Regions from separate parts of the Pan troglodytes genome. Here region 2 is linked to region 1. A link is a contact called in public Hi-C data. All regions are on one chromosome and are shown on one strand. The core of a region is the stretch at or near the end of the contact, and the rest is flanking DNA. Distances in the headings are between cores, read along the strand shown. Region 1 holds the start of SOCS2 (suppressor of cytokine signaling 2). Region 2 has its middle 46 kb from the start of PLXNC1.

Evidence for each region. Hi-C and Micro-C count contacts between places; a contact is called where the count stands out from the background.
Region 2: a contact with region 1 is called in a Hi-C map of stem cell-derived neural progenitor cells, with 12 times the contacts expected there. The contact joins the enhancer-like site here to the promoter of SOCS2 in region 1. A contact is called at or near these places in 4 of 7 Hi-C or Micro-C datasets (blood, induced pluripotent stem cells and stem cell-derived neural progenitor cells), 1 of 1 datasets of contacts at active chromatin or transcription factors (stem cell-derived excitatory neurons) and 1 of 1 other capture datasets (stem cell-derived neural stem cells).

Annotation. Positions count from the first base shown.
Region 1 is chr10:100,405,812-100,411,466 of NHGRI_mPanTro3-v2.0_pri, forward strand. It overlaps SOCS2 (suppressor of cytokine signaling 2), which reads left to right and starts at 2,112. Exons shown (of 4, transcript XR_008538550.2): 1 at 2,112-2,955; 2 at 4,643-5,094.
Region 2 is chr10:100,936,626-100,941,547 of NHGRI_mPanTro3-v2.0_pri, forward strand. No RefSeq gene overlaps it. Among named protein-coding and RNA genes, the nearest start is that of PLXNC1, 46 kb to the right of the region's middle. Within about 2 kb of position 1,791, at least 11 of the 24 cell types and tissues checked have an H3K27ac peak or open chromatin away from gene starts, as enhancers often do. A contact at or near this core is called in stem cell-derived neural progenitor cells and stem cell-derived neural stem cells, where this site is marked.

The DNA of each region.
Region 1 (5,655 bases), core at 862-3,361:
TGCCGAGATCCTTCCGAATCCCAGCCCTGGGGCGTCAGCCCTGCAGGGAATGGCAGAGACGCTCTCCGGACTGAGGGAACCGAGGCCAGTCACCCAGCCCCTTCCGGGCGCGCAGGTAAGGGCGCCCCCTTAGCAGCCGGCGCAGGTGACCCGGGCGGGCCGCCGGGTCTACCGGAGACGTTGGAGCAGAGGGGAGGAGGAAGGGAGGAGCCAGGTGGGTGCGGGTGACAGGGAGCCGGAGCGCCAGGGGGAGGGGACTAAGGACGGCCGGCGCCGCTTAAGGAGGCGCTGCTCTCCCGCTCGCTGCCTTCCAGGACCTGATCAAGGGGACCGCCTCCGGTCCCCGGCCGTGGGCACCGGGACGAGCACGGCGTCCCCACGCCATCAATGTGTCTTAGAGCCGGAGAGTCTGGTTTCCGAGGACCCACAGTCGCTCCTGCACGCCCACCCCCCGCAAATGTGCGGCCAGGAGGGTCGCATCGAGGGGGCGCCGCCGGGATGTTTAGAGGAACCCACCCCCGTGGCAGGCCAAGGGCCAAGGATCGCTATCCTTCCCTGAACCCGGGCCCTCAGCTGGCCCGGGTAGGGGGCAGGCTCCGGCCGCCGAAACGGGGTTGGCTGTGGCCGGTGGCCGGGGACATCTCTAGCTTGCGCCCGAGCACCCCGGGGTGTGGGGCCAGAGGCAGGCCGACCCCGGCGTGCACACCGCCCGCTCTGCACCCGAGCGCTCTCACCCGGTCTTCCCTGAAGCCTGTGTATTGCGACCGAGCCTCTTTAAAGCAGTAGCGGGGCCCGCGGTCACGTGAGGCCGATTCCTGGAAAGTTCCTGGAAAGCCGCCTCCGCAGCAGCCGGGCGGGGCGCGAGCGGAGCGCTGACTGGGGAGGGAGGCGGGGAGCAAGGGAGGCGCGTCGGTCTGGGAAGTCGCGCGCACTCGCTGCTCCTGGGACCGACGTTTAACTCTTGCCAAGTCTCGTCGCAGCCGCCGCGGCTGGCGGGCCTTGGGCTTCCCCTGAAGCATGAGCCCTCTCGCCCGCAGCCACCCTCACCGCGTGGCCCGCGGACAGTGCGCGCCGGGGTCCCGGTGCACAGCCTCAGGATACCCCGTGCCCGCAGCTCGGGCGCCCGCGGCAGGTACCGGTAGGGGGGGAAGCCCGAAGGCTCCGCCCCGAGGAGAGTTGCCGGGGAGGGCGGCGAGGCGCGGCCGCGTGCGCCGGGGAGCGGCGGACGGCCTGGGCTTCCGCAGCTCGGAGCGCCGGGGAAGAGAGAGTCCGAACCGCGGCTCTGTCCCGCGGCCTGGCGTTGCTGCCTGCTTTCTCCAGCCCCTTCTCGGCGTCTGGAAGTGTCTGGAGTTTCTTTTTTTTATTTCCCCTAAACTGCCATTCAAATTAATAATCCTCCTAATAACCTGATCTCCCGCTTCTCCCCACCGGCCTGCCTCCCGCCCTCGCTCCTTCCTCCCTCCCTCCCTCTCTCCTTCCCACCTCCAGGGTCGCAGCCGGAGGGAAACCAGGCAGCAGTCCGAGGGTGGAGGTGTCCCAGCCCGTAGGGGGCGTCGCCGCGCGGTGGGGGATGGGGTCGAGGCAATGATCCTCAAGGCTTTTGTGTGCCCTCTGCGCACGGAACTCCGGCCGCCGCCTCCGAGCGCGGGGCTGGTTGCATCCCCGGGCATCTCGTTCCCAAATTAAACGTTAACGGGGGAAACAAGGGCAGACGCCCCTCCTCTCCCGGGCCCCTCCCGCCTCCCCTTTCCCCCCCACCCCCCCCCCGCCCCATGTCCGCTGAGGAGGCTGCCTGGTGCGGAGGCGGCGGCGGCGGCCGCGGCCGAGGTCGAGGTAAGAGTGCGGCGTTGGTGGTTTGCACTTTCCGCAGCGCTCGCGACCGCCCGCTCGGCCCCGGCCTCGCCTCGGAGCCCCGCGAGGGCTGCGCGCTCGGGCCGATTCCTCGACAGCGCCCGCGGCGGCGAGAACCACCGCAGCCATCCTGGTCCGGGAGCGACCGCCGCGGCACCCCCAACCCCGCCAGAGCGGGCACCAGGAAGCGGGGGGAGGGGAGCGAGGAGCCTCCCGGGCGGAGATGCGGCAGCTCCCGCACCTCCGCACCCCGGGTTGGTGCCTCGGGGCCCCGCAGCGCTTTAGGGCGGAGAACCAAGTTTGTGTGGGTGCTTCTTCCTGGGGGCCCTCGGGCTGCGCCAGGTGTGAGACCAGAATGCCAATTTGGGGAATCTCTCCTGTTCTTTCCTTTTTAATTTTTTCTACTTGTCCTTGACAAGGGCCTATTCCCACTGGATCTGCAGGTGACTATTTGCTCTTCCTAGGTCGCCAGTCTTTGATTTCAGCTAGTGACCCTGGGCGGGAAGACACCCTGTTCACCCTCATCCTGACCTCCGCCCCCCACCTCTTCAGCCAACTTTATCTTGGATCTCTGCTCTCTTTATCTTTTCTCTAGAGCTGGGCCAGGGCGCTAGCTGGAAGCTTGGGGTTAAATGGTGCAGGAACGTAGAGGCGGAGGAGTCCCTGGGATTTTCCACGTCTATTTCCCCACCCCCACCCCAGCCGCAGGGGTCCAGTTTGGACTGACCCAACCTCCCGCTTTCTCTTTGTAGGCGATCAGTGGGTGACCGCGGCTGCGAGGGACTTTGTCATCCGTCCTCCAGGATCTGGGGAGAAAGAGCCCCATCCCTTCTCTCTCTGCCACCATTTCGGACACCCCGCAGGGACTCGTTTTGGGATTCGCACTGACTTCAAGGAAGGACGCGAACCCTTCTCTGACCCCAGCTCGGGCGGCCACCTGTCTTTGCCGCGGTGACCCTTCTCTCATGACCCTGCGGTGCCTTGAGCCCTCCGGGAATGGCGGGGAAGGGACGCGGAGCCAGTGGGGGACCGCGGGGTCGGCGGAGGAGCCATCCCCGGAGGCGGCGCGTCTGGCGAAGGCCCTGCGGGAGCTCGGTCAGACAGGTAGGGAGCCGATCGGCCGCGACGCGTGCGGGAGGGGGCGCCTCCCCAAGGACGCAGCTAGGAAGCGGGGTCGAGGTGGGAAGCAAAGAATAAGATGGAAATACGTCCCTTGCTTCCAAGGGACCGCGGAGAGCACGCTCGCAGGGTCCTGGGTCCTTGGGAATGCGTAAGGAAAGTGGTTCTCCAGGGACTCAGGCCTGGCGGAACGCAGAGCGCGGGAAGGGCTTCTTGGAAATAGCTTCTTAGCACGCTGGAAGATTTACTGTTTTCCGCAGCTGCTCAGGGTTAGGCGCCCGGGCTCGAACCCCGGCCGGGGAAAGCGTCGGGCGCCTCCCTTTGCACGGGGTGCAATCAGCAAGTCGGTGCCGCGGGCCCCGCAGGCCCAGCAGCATCTGGCTCCCGGGCGGAGCTGCGGCTGCAGCCCAGGATCTTGGCGGCCAAGTTCAGGGACTGACACTGCCGCGAGGGCGGCTGCCCGGGCGTCGAGAGTAGGCTGCGAAGCCCCCGCCAAGCGCGGCTTCCATGGTCGGCGCGCCCAGGGTACTGCCGCTTTCAAGTACAGTCAGGCAATTCGCGCGGCACGCTGTCTCTAGGCATCTGAAAAAAGAAAAAAAGTAAAGTATCTGGCAAATCATTCTGGCTTTCCAAATCCGTATCCTAAAAGCTTACAGTTGTGGCACAGTTGAAATTTTGGTAGCAACAGGGGGAGGGAGAGGGAAAAGTTCTCTCGCTTGCGATTCCGGTCTTTCCGTGTGGGCCACGGGCTTTCCCTCCCGGGGAGGCACCGGCAGATTGCAAGTATCCCGGTAATTGTGGGGGTGGGGGGAGCACAAATGTTCAGACTTCTTAAATACGGACGGTCTTTGAGCCTTCTTAGAAAGCAGGGTGGGCCGGGGAGATGGTGCAGGCAGATGAAATCAAGAATGCAGGGGAGACGGATGGTTGTGATTGGGTTTGGATTAGGGCAAAGTTCAAAAGAGTTTAGGGAAGATTGTAAACTTGAAGTAGTAATTATCACTTGGGAATTCCCATTTCTTAGTGACTGGTAAGGTAGTCATAAAGCAGCGAACAGAAGCTATTGTACTAGAGCTGTGCTTTTACAACAAGTACATAGCAGTGCTTTCTACATAGAAGGCTGTTCATAGCAGGCTTTGCAGATTCTTTTTTTTTTTTTTTTTTTTTTTTTTTTTTTTTTTGGTGGGGGGCACACCAACCATCCAAAAAAGTTGCTTCTGTTTTTACTGTAGTTCAATTACAGGAGTTGGGTTTTCCACTTTTTAAAGGGCATGGCTTTTATTTCTAACTTCTGATTTTTTTCTAATTTACCTAAATCTTTATTTTACTTAAATAATGTTAAAAGTGTCATGCTTCATCAGCCAGTGTGTCATGCTGCAGATGTTCTTTTGGTTCATTAGAAGAAAATCTTAAGAAGAGCTTCAGAAAGTTAATTTTTTAAAAAAGAAAGAAAACTGGCTCGCCGTTTGTGTTCATAAAATGGACCCAAATTTTTATTAAATTCCTACTGAAAGTATTTGTGGTGGCCCTGGTAAACTTTCGCTCACACACCACCTTTTTTTTTTCTTTTTTAGAGCTAAAAAAATTATTGCCAATTACTTGCTCTGTTCTAAGAATTCTTATAATAACTGTTTTACCCTCTTTTCTTTTTCTTTTTGAACAAAAACCCCAGGATGGTACTGGGGAAGTATGACTGTTAATGAAGCCAAAGAGAAATTAAAAGAGGCACCAGAAGGAACTTTCTTGATTAGAGATAGCTCGCATTCAGACTACCTACTAACAATATCTGTTAAAACATCAGCTGGACCAACTAATCTTCGAATCGAATACCAAGACGGAAAATTCAGATTGGACTCTATCATATGTGTCAAATCCAAGCTTAAACAATTTGACAGTGTGGTTCATCTGATCGACTACTATGTTCAGATGTGCAAGGATAAGCGGACAGGTCCAGAAGCCCCCCGGAACGGCACTGTTCACCTTTATCTGACCAAACCGCTCTACACGTCAGCACCATCTCTGCAGCATCTCTGTAGGCTCACCATTAACAAATGTACCGGTGCCATCTGGGGACTGCCTTTACCAACAAGACTAAAAGATTACTTGGAAGAATATAAATTCCAGGTATAAATGTTTCTCTTTTTTTAAACATGTCTCACATAGAGTATCTCCGAATGCAGCTATGTAAAAGAGAACCAAAACTTGAGTGCTCTGGATAACTATATGGAATGCTTTCTAAGAACAGCTGAAGCTAATCTAATTTAAATGCTTGAAGAGGTAGCTAGGTGTTTAAAGTTCCTCCAGATACTTTTACCTGAGTGATGCTTCCCTTCCTAAGGCTGACCAAGACCTGTTGATCCTTTTAGATTAAAAATAAAATGTCGCATGTAAAGGCTGAAGGCGCGTTTTATCAGAATGCCTTGCCTTCTTAGGTTCTTTTCCATTATGTCAAAGGTCCAGGCTCCAGTAGGAGAGAAAGAACTCCTCATAGGAATACTGAAGAAGTGGGAAGGAACCAAGCTGACACAGGCCTCACTGCAATTTGATATGCCTGCTGATCAGAGTCTCTTGGGCATTTTATATTTTGCATTCTGATGTACCTAGGAGTTTTGTTAAACAAATGATGTATGTGAGTATTTATCCCATTTTATGCAATTAACCAAATCAACCAAAAAAAGTGACCAT
Region 2 (4,922 bases), core at 541-3,040, 530 kb after region 1:
GTTTTTCCTGTGTAGCGTTTATCTTAGGTATGACCAATTAACGTGTTTATTCAATATATCTTCCCTTATTAGACCATCTGCTCCACCCAAACCAGGAATCGACTCTGCCTTTTTCACCCTGGTACCTGGCACACAGAAGGTACTCAGTAAAATATCGGTTGAGAAATGAATAAATCAACCTTTTCATGAAGAGGAAAGAGATAAATAGAATCGGTTCAGCTTGACACAGGAAAACCCGTTTGTTTGTTTGTTTGTTTGTTTGTTTGTTTTTTGAGACAGAGTCTGGCTCTGTGGCCCAGGCTGGAGTGCAGTGGCACGATCTTGGCTCACTGCAAGCTCTGCTTCCCAGGTTCAAGTGATTCTCCTGTCTAAGCCTCCGAGTAGCTGGGATTACAGGCACAAGCCACCACGCCCAGCTAATTTTTGTATTTTTGGTAGAGACCGGGTTTCACCATGTTGGCCAGGCTGCTCTCGAATTCCTGACCTGAAGTGATCCGCCGGCCTCAGCCTCCCAAAGTGTTGGGATTACAGGCAAGAGCGACCGCGTCCGCCCCGCTTTGCAAGCTTTAAAGGAAATTATTTGTCTAATAGATAGGATTATTCCCTTTGTGGGTGAGCCCTGGCGAGAACCTCCGTCCTGAGCCAACTTCCTTAGCGGGATTCTCACCCTGCCAGGTAAGCTCCCTCTGTTACCAGGAGCTCCATAAAATGCAAATAAGTTTCAATATTCACTTAGGAAAATAAAAATGAGCAGTAAGTCAGCTAGGAGCAAAAGGAACGGGACATTCAAAGGCTGTGCCCAAGGTCGGACAGAAGTAGCTTTGTAATTCTCCCAGGGTAGGGCTGCAGGCACCTGGCGCTGGAGGCCCGGCCTGGACGAGGCAGGGCTCAGGGCGCGGCTGGAGGGGCTCGCCCGGCGGGGCGCTGGAGCGGGAGAAGGGCGCCCTCTGCCGGGGGTGAGGAAGATCAGTCCGCACGCGCGGTGCCTTGGTCTTGCAGCCTGTTCGAACCTCGCGCGTGGACAGCCACTTCTTCCACGGGGAAAGTAGGAGGGTGGGGGCAGAAAAACCAAACTCCTGCCAAGAAGGTGCTTTGCACGAGCATTTTGCGACCCCCTCCCTTCAGCCCCGAACCTCCCCCTGGCACAAGTGAAAGGACTGTGGTCAATTGCAGATGCTGTCAGGAAGCCAGGTGCGTCCCCACTCCCCAGCCCTAAAATACAAAGAAAGAAGCGATTGTTTGAGACGATCTGAAGAAAGGTCAGGTCCTAACAGATCCACGAGACCTTCTTTTTCACCTTCCTCGTCTTGGGTTCTGGAGCACGGGCGCTGAATCAGCTGAATGCGGCCTGGGCATCTGGAAGTGGTCCTGAGGGACACCTCGCGGTGCAGCCCCCGGGACGACCCAGGACACCCTGGACACCCTGGACACCCAGGCCGAGAGCCGGGACCCGCCCACGCCTCCTCACTGCTGCTCGAGGGTAGGCAGGAGCACGCGGACCCCCGTAGGGGCTGAAGCGGGGCTCTGCTCCCCGCCCTGCGCAAGCTCCCGGCTCTGGTTGCTGGTCCACAAAATCGGGAGGCTGAATTAGCCGGTCGGGTGGCCCCCAGCCTTATAGCTTCGGATTCTGTGGTCCTATTTTAGACCCAGACTTGTCCGCGAAGGGAAATGAAGAGCCGCGGAAGGCTTGGAGCGTGAACCAAAAAACAATGGGTGGGGACCGTCTAACCAGCTCCCTTCCCTAGAAGGGCGGAAACGGCTTTCGAAGCACCCGCGTTTCTCTTTATTGAATCTTGAGTGACACCTAGTGGCCCATCTGCCTCACCGTCACGGCGATGCTGGCTGGTTTCACTGGGCTTTTCAGAAGGCGTGCTGGCCTGCCCATGGTTCTCGGCTAAAAGACTTTGGAGCGTAGGGTGCCGATGACGTTTCCTGGGACCTCCCGGAAGCACTTGCTGTCCCGTCAACAGCCCTGTACCTGCGATGCATGCAATTCTAATGAAAATGCCCTTCTCGTCTGGAGGGCTTGCTTGAGCACATCCTGAGCTCTCAGGCAGCAAATATAGAGTCGGGTGCTATTCCGGGAGCTGGGCACACAAAGATGACCAAGGCTTGGTTTCTGATCTCAAGAATCTCACAGCCCAGATGGGGGGAAATGGACCAGTAGAAGAGTGTGTATTTGATGCTGTGGGGTAGAGGGGGTGGACCTAGCTTGGCCTAGAGACATCAAGAAAGTCACCCTTGAGCTGAGTTTTGAAGATTAGGCAGAATTCTAAGATGACCCCTGAAGATTCTCAGCCCATCCCCCTCGCAGTGTACACACACCTTTGCCCAGTTATTCAATCAAACAATTTAGGTGCTTCTGTGAAGAGAATTTGCAGATGTAATTAAAGTTCCCAAATTAATTGATCTTAAGATCTGGAGATGATCCTGGGTAGGCCTAACCTAGCCAGGTGAACCTTTGAAAGGGACTGGATTGTCCTGGCAGAAGAGATTTGACAAGCGGCAAGAACTCATCATTGGCAAGATTTTCTTTGCTGGCTTTACAGATGAAAGGGGCCACGTGGCAAAGAATGCAGGCTGACTCTAGGAGCTCAGAACGACCCCTGCCTGACAGCCTGCAGAGAAACCAGCCTTCAGTCCTACCACTGCAAGAGCACTGAACTCTGCCAATAAGCAGGGAGTTTGGAAGGGATCCCCAAGCTGTATGAGACTTAGTCCCAGCTGACTCCTTGATTTTATCTCTGTAGGACCCTGAAGAGAGGACCCAGTCATGCTGCATTCAGGCTTCTGACCTCCAGAACTATGAACTAATAAATGGGTGTTTTAAGCTGTTATGTTTGCAATGTGTTATGAAGTCATAGGAAACTGATACAGATGGTCATTTCAAAGAGGAGAACCACATGACAAATGCTCAGAGCCATAAAGAAGCAGAGAACTAAAGTCATTCAGAGAACTAAAGACATTCGGCATAGCTGGACCATGGGGAGCAAAGGAGATGGTAAGATGTACTCGTGAGAACTTGGCTTTGGATCAGACAGAATGTGCCCTTGGGCTAGTTAACTTAGCTCTCTGTGCCTCAGTTTTCCCAAAGGTAAAATGGAATCATAATTATAGTTAAAACATAGAGTTGTTATGTTAGTGGCCCATAGGCATATAGAAAGTTCAGCACAGCCTTGAGATATAATAAGTGTTCCAAAAATGTTAGGTAGTAATAGCTTTAGTAATTAATCATGTAGTTAATGGACTGGAATAAGAAGAGGGCAAGTCATGTGGTTTTTACAGAGTGGTCTGGGGACCATCTGCACTGGATGATTCCAGCGGTGAGCTTATTAAAAACCCACATGCCTGGATTGTACCTTGGTCTTACCAAATCAGACTCTCTGGGGGTAGAGCCTGAGAATCTGCACTTTCAAGAAGCTTCCAAAGTGATCTTTGTGACAACCACCAAGCAAGAAATAAGAAGACTTGTAAGTAGGTCACTGTAGTAGTCCAGGCAGGAGTGGCTGATAAAATCAAGCAAGGCACTGGCAATGAGAACAGGGAGCGGGTGTGGCACTCTTTGAGGCAGGTGGAAACTACGGAACTGAGTAATCAGACAGGGGTGGTGGAAAGGAAGGAGGGCAGAGGATGAGCTGGAATCACCGTGGGGAGGTGAGTTTGGGGAGGATTGACTCAGATTGGGTCATGAGAGTCCAGACATCTGTGGGGTATCCAAGTGGAATGTCACATAGACAGTTAGAAAGACTAAAATGTAGGAGGTACATTGGTGCTAAAAATACAACGTTAAGTGTACATGAGTCCATGAAGTAATGGGATGATGCTGGCAGAATAGGAAGATGGTCAGGAACAGAACTTCAAATGTACCAGTTTTGGCCAGGTGCGGTGGCTCACGCCTGTAATCCCAGCACTTTGGGAGGCCCAGGTAGGCAATCATGTGAGGTCAGGAGTTAGAGACAAGCCTGGCCAACATGGTGAAACCCTGTCTCTACTAAATATACAAAAAATTAGCTGGGCATGGTGGCACGTGCCTGTAATCCCAGCTACTTGGGAGGCTGAGGCAGGAGAATCACTTGAACCCAGGAAGTGAAGGTTGCGGTGAGCCAAGATCGTGCCACTGCACTCCAGCCTGAGTGACATAGTGAGACTCTGCCTCAGAAAAAAAGTACCAATTGTGGGCGCTGGGGGACCTAAGAGACTGAGAAAGAGCCACCAGAATGGTTGACTGGGTGTTGGGTGGACAGAAGTCCGAGGGGGTGGCCGTCAGCCAGCCTTGGAGCAGTTCAAATGGAAAAAGTCTGTGCACATGCCTGACACCTAGTCACCAGCAGATCAATGGTGGGCTCAGCAGGGCTCCTTTCAGTAGGATGAGGAAGGAGGGGGCCAGACTGCAGCCTGGGAATGTACAGAAGGCAAGGAAGTGGGGATTGTTCTTTAGCAATGTGGCTGTGAAAAAAGGAAAAAAACAGGGCAGGAATTAGAGATTCGCACAGCCCTTCCTCTCCCGTTGCATTGGTACAAACCTACACACGTGACTGAAAAACATGGCAGAGCCAGGCAGCCATGTGGTGCCTGCCGAACCCAGATTGTGGCGGAAGTGGAGGGGATAGGTAGGGAGGGTGAGGCTCTCAGAGAAGGAAGGGGAGCCTAGGTGCTGAAGACCAGCAGTGCACCGATGTTTACAAGTGTAGGGCTGGACCACGAGGCCAAGGAGAAGCTGGGGTGGGGATGGGGTTTCTCTGTGGGGATGGAGGCATGGGGAGGATGGCGGTCAATGGGCCAAAGGATCACTGAGCTGTGTTGAGGGCCCAAATGGGGTTAGGGGATAAGGATCCTGTGTGGAGAAATGGTGCAAGTTTGGGGAAATGTCCTCAATTATTCTTTGCCTCAGTTAGCTCATCTGTACTGTCTTAGTCCATTTT